Linked DNA regions of Mus musculus: region 1 is linked to region 2. Evidence: chromatin contacts called from public promoter capture Hi-C data. All regions are on one chromosome and are shown on one strand. The core of a region is the stretch at or near the end of the contact, and the rest is flanking DNA. Distances in the headings are between cores, read along the strand shown. Region 1 holds the start of Ifih1 (interferon induced with helicase C domain 1). Region 2 holds the start of Dpp4 (dipeptidylpeptidase 4).

Region 1 (2,773 bases), core at 121-2,620, 230 kb before region 2:
ATCACTTGGGCGACTTCACCTGTGTGTTTGACAAAGTCCTGCCTCTGTGTTCAGCCCAGAACGCCCATTCCAGGCAGGAATCAGCATGACTTGGTACTCCTAAAACGTTTTACAGAGTGCAGCTTACAATCGTTTAGAGTGGATCTCAGGTTTGTAATCGTAACTAGAGACTAACAGGAGGGCATGGCATAAAGTGCTGCTCTGGTTATTTTGAACGCTGTCACGAGGTTCATGAAAATCTTGCAGCTCTCCTACTGTTTTCAAAGAATCCCAGGCCTCCCTGGCCTCCCCAGATTTCAGTGAATATCTCCTCTAAAAGATTAATTTTTCTAAACGTGACTATCTGATAGCTTCTATTCTCCATAGGATTCTGGGCCAGGAAGTTCTTTTCAAAGTGTTAATGTTCCTCCATAGCTGGTGGTCTAGTTGCCTGCTTGGGGGACGGCAACCTACAGACTCTCTTTTATGCTCTTTCTGTACTGAAACAAAGCTGCTGTCTTTATTTCTCACTCTGAACGCCTCTTTTCTCCCTCCCATGACATAGACAAATGGTAATGTTTACTCCAAGGCAGTGCATTAGTTGCTAATTAAGTTACTAGATGCTTCAGCCAAAACGTGTTGTAATCAGTCCAAGAAAAGAATGGCAGCTATATAAAAAATAAGTTGTTGAGGGTTTTGTATTGTTGTTTTGTTTTTGTTTTATTGTAAGAGAGTTGTCTACTAGAGAATACAGGGACCTTGCATACTGGGAGTTAGGAAGCCTTCAGTCTTGGCTTCCTCCTAAACTCAGTTGGTGGCTAAAGTCAGCATGCATCTGTCATTAGGCAGGCCCCGGTCAAAGCTGAATAAATATTACACCGCCAAACAAAGCATGAGAAAATAAAGCTGTTGAGAGTAGTTCACTTTTTCATACTTAAGCCCCCGTTCTTGGAGGAACAAATTAGTTTTTGGGACCCCACTGGGCGGGAAGTTTATGGTAGGATGGATGCAGAAACGCCCCCTGGAGGTCTGGAACCTCTCTTTGTCTGCCCCACCCCCACCCCCACCCCTTGATCCCCACAAATGAGAATAACTCAATTTTCACATCAAGGCTTAGGGGCAATTCTTCCTTTCCCCCAAGACCTTCCTCGCCCTCTCCCTATTAACTGACAAGTGAGTACAGTCTTCTAAGCGGCACCCAGCGGTGAAGACAAAAGTATCCTTAAATAAAATAGTGCAGAGTACCGCTTGCTTTCTCAACACAAGGAAGAATTCGCGTTCCCTTTCCTGTTTCTCACTTTCTCACGGTGCTCTTGACCAAAGTCCTCACCTAACCCGCCGCTTCCACAGGCCTCCTCCACCCTCACGAAACTTATTCTCTGGCCCGGAAGTTGACGTTAGGAAAGTCTGGAGAAGAGAATCGAAACAGAAACCGATCTGTGGGTGGAAGGCAATACTTAAAGCTCCCTGAGGGTGAACGTCCCAGCGGCCGCAGAGCGAGAGCGGTCCCGGGTCTGTGCCCACCAGTTGCAGCGCTGTCCTGGCTCGTCTGCCCCCTGCCGGGTGCCACCGATCGATCCGGTGCTCGGAGGCTACTTGGTACCTGCGGCTCTCAGGCAGTTCAGGCGGGGACACATTCACTGCCACCTGAGGATCGTCCTCCCGCCCGCCCCGCCCGCCCGGGAGACTCCTCTCCCATTTCCTGAGACCTCACGATGTCGATTGTCTGTTCTGCAGAGGACAGCTTCAGGAATCTCATCTTATTCTTCAGGCCCAGGCTGAAAATGTACATTCAGGTGGAGCCAGTGCTGGACCACCTCATCTTTCTGTCTGCAGAAACCAAAGAGCAGATTCTTAAAAAGATCAACACCTGTGGTAACACCAGCGCGGCAGAACTGCTGCTGAGCACCTTGGAGCAGGGACAATGGCCTCTGGGATGGACGCAGATGTTCGTGGAGGCCCTAGAGCACAGTGGCAATCCCCTAGCCGCGCGCTATGTCAAACCCACACTCACTGATCTGCCCTCTCCTTCCTCTGAGACTGCCCATGACGAGTGTCTCCACTTGCTGACCCTCCTCCAGCCCACTTTGGTGGACAAACTTCTGATTAACGATGTCTTGGACACTTGCTTCGAGAAGGGACTATTGACAGTCGAAGACAGAAATCGGGTAGGTGTCAATGTAGTCGGAGACAGGTTTCTGGAAGATTTTGGGAAGCAGGAAGCAGGGTTGCTTGTACATTTTTTCCCTAGAGGGCGGCTTTTGACTTCTGTCAGCGCAACCTCCCCATCTTGTATAATTGTTCAAAATAACCCACAGGGAGTCCATTTAACAGATGAGAAAAACAAGGTAAGTTAAACAATTCATTCTTGGTCTCCCAGGAAGAACAGAAGCGGCCTTGCCATCATTATGATTAATCAATTCCAGGTGATACTGAATTTTATGATTTAGTTTTACCTATTCCTCAGTATGTCAGCCAGTAAGCTATGGCCCACCCGCTGCATCTAGCCTTCTATTCGTATTTTAAGAACCAGAAACTAAGAATGTTCTTTAGCTGTCTGATTTTTCAATTGTAAGTGTTGATAAAGTTTTATTGGAACTCTCGTCCTTAGTGCTTATTATATACTTTTTTATAGTTGCCTTTTCACGGTTGGGTGTGGGTAATATGGCCTATAAGGCTAAAATATTTATTACCAGGTTCCCAATGTCCCCCTTCCATGTCTTAGAGTTTGTAGAGCTTAGTAAATAATAAATAAGTCAGATGAGGAATTAGTTCTTGTTTCTCTGTTTCTGAT
Region 2 (2,769 bases), core at 203-2,702:
ATGCCATTTTTCCCTCTGTGTATGTCTCTGCTTCACCATTTTATAATGATAGGAATCACATTGGGTTCAATAGTCATAACTTAACATCCAGGGGGACCTATCTCCAAATGAGAAGATCTGGGAGTTAGAGCCTTAAATATATATTCTTGTTTAGAAGATTCACTTTAAGAGATATCATCAACTAACTACCCAAATGAGTTCTCTACAACGAACAAAGTTTAACCTAATCATCAAATGATGAAGTTGGCAGACGCAAACACATTGGACTTTAAGATGGAAATGGCATGTGTTTGTGGAAGAGACAAGCCTCACCAGATCCCACTAGGCAAACATGGGCACAGATTCAGAGAACCTGGATTCTGCCGTGCCTTCTCCCACTGTGGTAATGTCTCTCCCTCAACACTTTCAGTGGCTTTATGGAGAGTCCCCTCTAACCAAAGAACAGTGGAAGGTGAAGCATCATTCTTTAGCAAAGGAAGATGACAGCTCCTGTGGGGGAGCTGCTATATCAAAGCCCTGCTCAGGAACTCTCCCTAAGGAACAGAACATTCTGTGTGGGGACAGAAATGATTGGTTAGAGCATCTATGCCAACTCAAGTGGTAGCTAATATATTGACTAGCCGACTCATTAGGGATTTATTTAAAACACCATCAAAAGGCGGGTACAATGAAAACTCGCAAAATGTGCAGAGCGTGGGAAAATAACTGTGTATACAAGGAAGAATTAATCCCAGAGAACAAGATGATCCGTTCTGTAGATGCATCCAATGACCCTTGGTGCAGGCTTCCAGGTTAAGGCCATGGCTGGTGTGGTTATTACTTTTGTTGAGAGCCGGAATGGCTGACAGCAATGGACAGTGATGAGCCTTCTGATACTGTTCGCTATAGGTCTTTTAGACTGCGCTCTTCAGCTCTGGCTCAAGGCTCCACTGAGTCTTGACTCAACTTCTTCAGGTGTAGGAGAGGGAGGTAGAAACAGACACTTGGGATACATAATTAAGAGGACGTGTGTGTGTGTGTGTGTGTGTGTGTGTGTGTGTGTGTGTGTGTGTGTGTGTGCAAGCGCATGTGCATGCGCCTTAGTCTATTTATAAAGAAATATACTTCCTCAAATTGTGGAGACATGAAAGACTAAGGTCCAGTGGCTTCAGTATTAACTCCATAGCATCGTGGCTGAGTGAGTTCATGGAATGACTTGATGTTGTTGTGCATAATCTTCCTCCCTATAAAATAACACAGTAATCGAGTAGAACAATGCTTAAAGTAACTTCCCACTTAAGAAGCGGTAGGGTTACTTTTTTGCGGGGGGAGGGACTCCGGCAAAGCAAGTGAACATTCCCCAGGGAGGATTAATACAGATATCCAACCTGAAGTGTCATTCAAAAGGGAACAATCACCTTTTCTCTTTCTTTGCCAGCCAGATAACATGGGACACCCAACCCCTTCTCTCAGACTGACAGACCTCTCAGGGAAGGGGACAAGAGAACTGGCAGCTAGTTTCTGCAGTGAGCCGTGAATCTGCCAAACTCCATGCCTGCTTGAACCTCAGCTGCCTCGATTATCCACGCAAGGGAGCAACAGTTAAACCTCAATGTGCAATGTCTCTTTTAGCAAAGGGGGTTCGCTGTTCCCCTTATCCCTCACTCATGGGGGCCCTGCGTGCTACTTCCTGGCTCGCCTAGTGGTCCTACCGCGCTGGGTCGGCTGCCCCGCGCTCACACTGTGCACCGAAGCCCGCCTTGCGCTAACTAATGTTTAACTCAGGCCGAAACTTGGCGGCGAGCTCAGGGTGACTGCGTGCAGAGCAGCCGCGCAGGACGTCCGTCTCTGCGCGCAGTGACTTCTGCCTGCGCTCAAGCTTCAGAGTTCAGTTTCAAGGAGCCGCCCGACCATGAAGGTGAGTGCACCCCGCGTCGCACCTCCCTGGACCAGAGGGTCGGGTTGTGGGTGGTGTTTAGACAGATTCTCTCCAAACTGCCCCAGTTTTCCTGGAGGCAACCAGGAGCTGCCATTAGGCGGAAGCCACGGGGCCACCCTCACAGGTGAAGGCACGTCCGTCCCGGGAACTGGCTTAGATCTCTGGCGTGTCCTACTGGGACCCAGGCACTGAGCCTTGGAAGTCGGGGACGGTCACCCGTGGAACGCACGCGGCACTCTCATTTGGCATCAGACGGGTGGGTGGGAGGAGAGAAGCCAACAAGATCATAAGATCATGCTCAGGGCCAAAATTCAAGGGCTTCTGCCTGAGTGAACGCCAAACCCCTCAGGTCTACTAGTGCACCTGCAAACTCCTCTGCCTCTGAAGGGGCCTAAGTCCCAACCCTCTTCGCAGAGAGGAACAAAGACTTCCCCTCTAATTGTTTGCAATCTGACCTGCTTGCAGACACCGTGGAAGGTTCTTCTGGGACTGCTTGGTGTCGCTGCGCTTGTCACCATCATCACCGTGCCAATAGTTCTGCTGAGCAAAGGTAGAACCTTGCAACATCTTAAAAAGAGAGGGTGGTTGGAGACGGGGTCAGGCGGCTCTCAAAGCGAGCTCAGTTTATTGGGGGGCCTTGACCCCTGTGCTGGGTTATGGCTGAAGAGACTGGTAAGTGTCTCTAAATGTATTTGCTGCTTCTGGGGGCTCCAGTGTTTAGGCCTTGAGGCTTCCTCGTTTTGTTGTGTATAACAAATACACACTTCCTGACACTGGGAAAGAGGCGCGGCTTCTTTTTATTAAATTCAACGGAAAGTATCTTAACCTCAAATTGATTTTAGAAGACTGTT

Evidence for each region. Capture Hi-C pulls out chosen DNA fragments and counts their contacts.
Region 1: a promoter capture Hi-C map of liver shows a contact between it and region 2. The contact joins the promoter of Ifih1 here to the promoter of Dpp4 in region 2. A contact is called at or near these places in 7 of 39 promoter capture datasets (the 3T3-L1 cell line, the HPC-7 cell line, hippocampal neurons and 3 more), 1 of 484 Hi-C or Micro-C datasets (B cells), 3 of 115 datasets of contacts at active chromatin or transcription factors (the SCID.adh cell line, effector CD8 T cells and memory CD8 T cells) and 2 of 9 other capture datasets (adipose tissue and liver).

Annotation. Positions count from the first base shown.
Region 1 is chr2:62,644,852-62,647,624 of GRCm38.p6, reverse strand. It overlaps Ifih1 (interferon induced with helicase C domain 1), which reads left to right and starts at 1,370. Exons shown (of 16, transcript NM_027835.3): 1 at 1,370-2,147. The coding sequence starts at 1,695.
Region 2 is chr2:62,410,914-62,413,682 of GRCm38.p6, reverse strand. Dpp4 (dipeptidylpeptidase 4) reads left to right here and starts at 1,452. Exons shown (of 26, transcript NM_010074.3): 1 at 1,452-1,897; 2 at 2,384-2,468. The coding sequence starts at 1,892.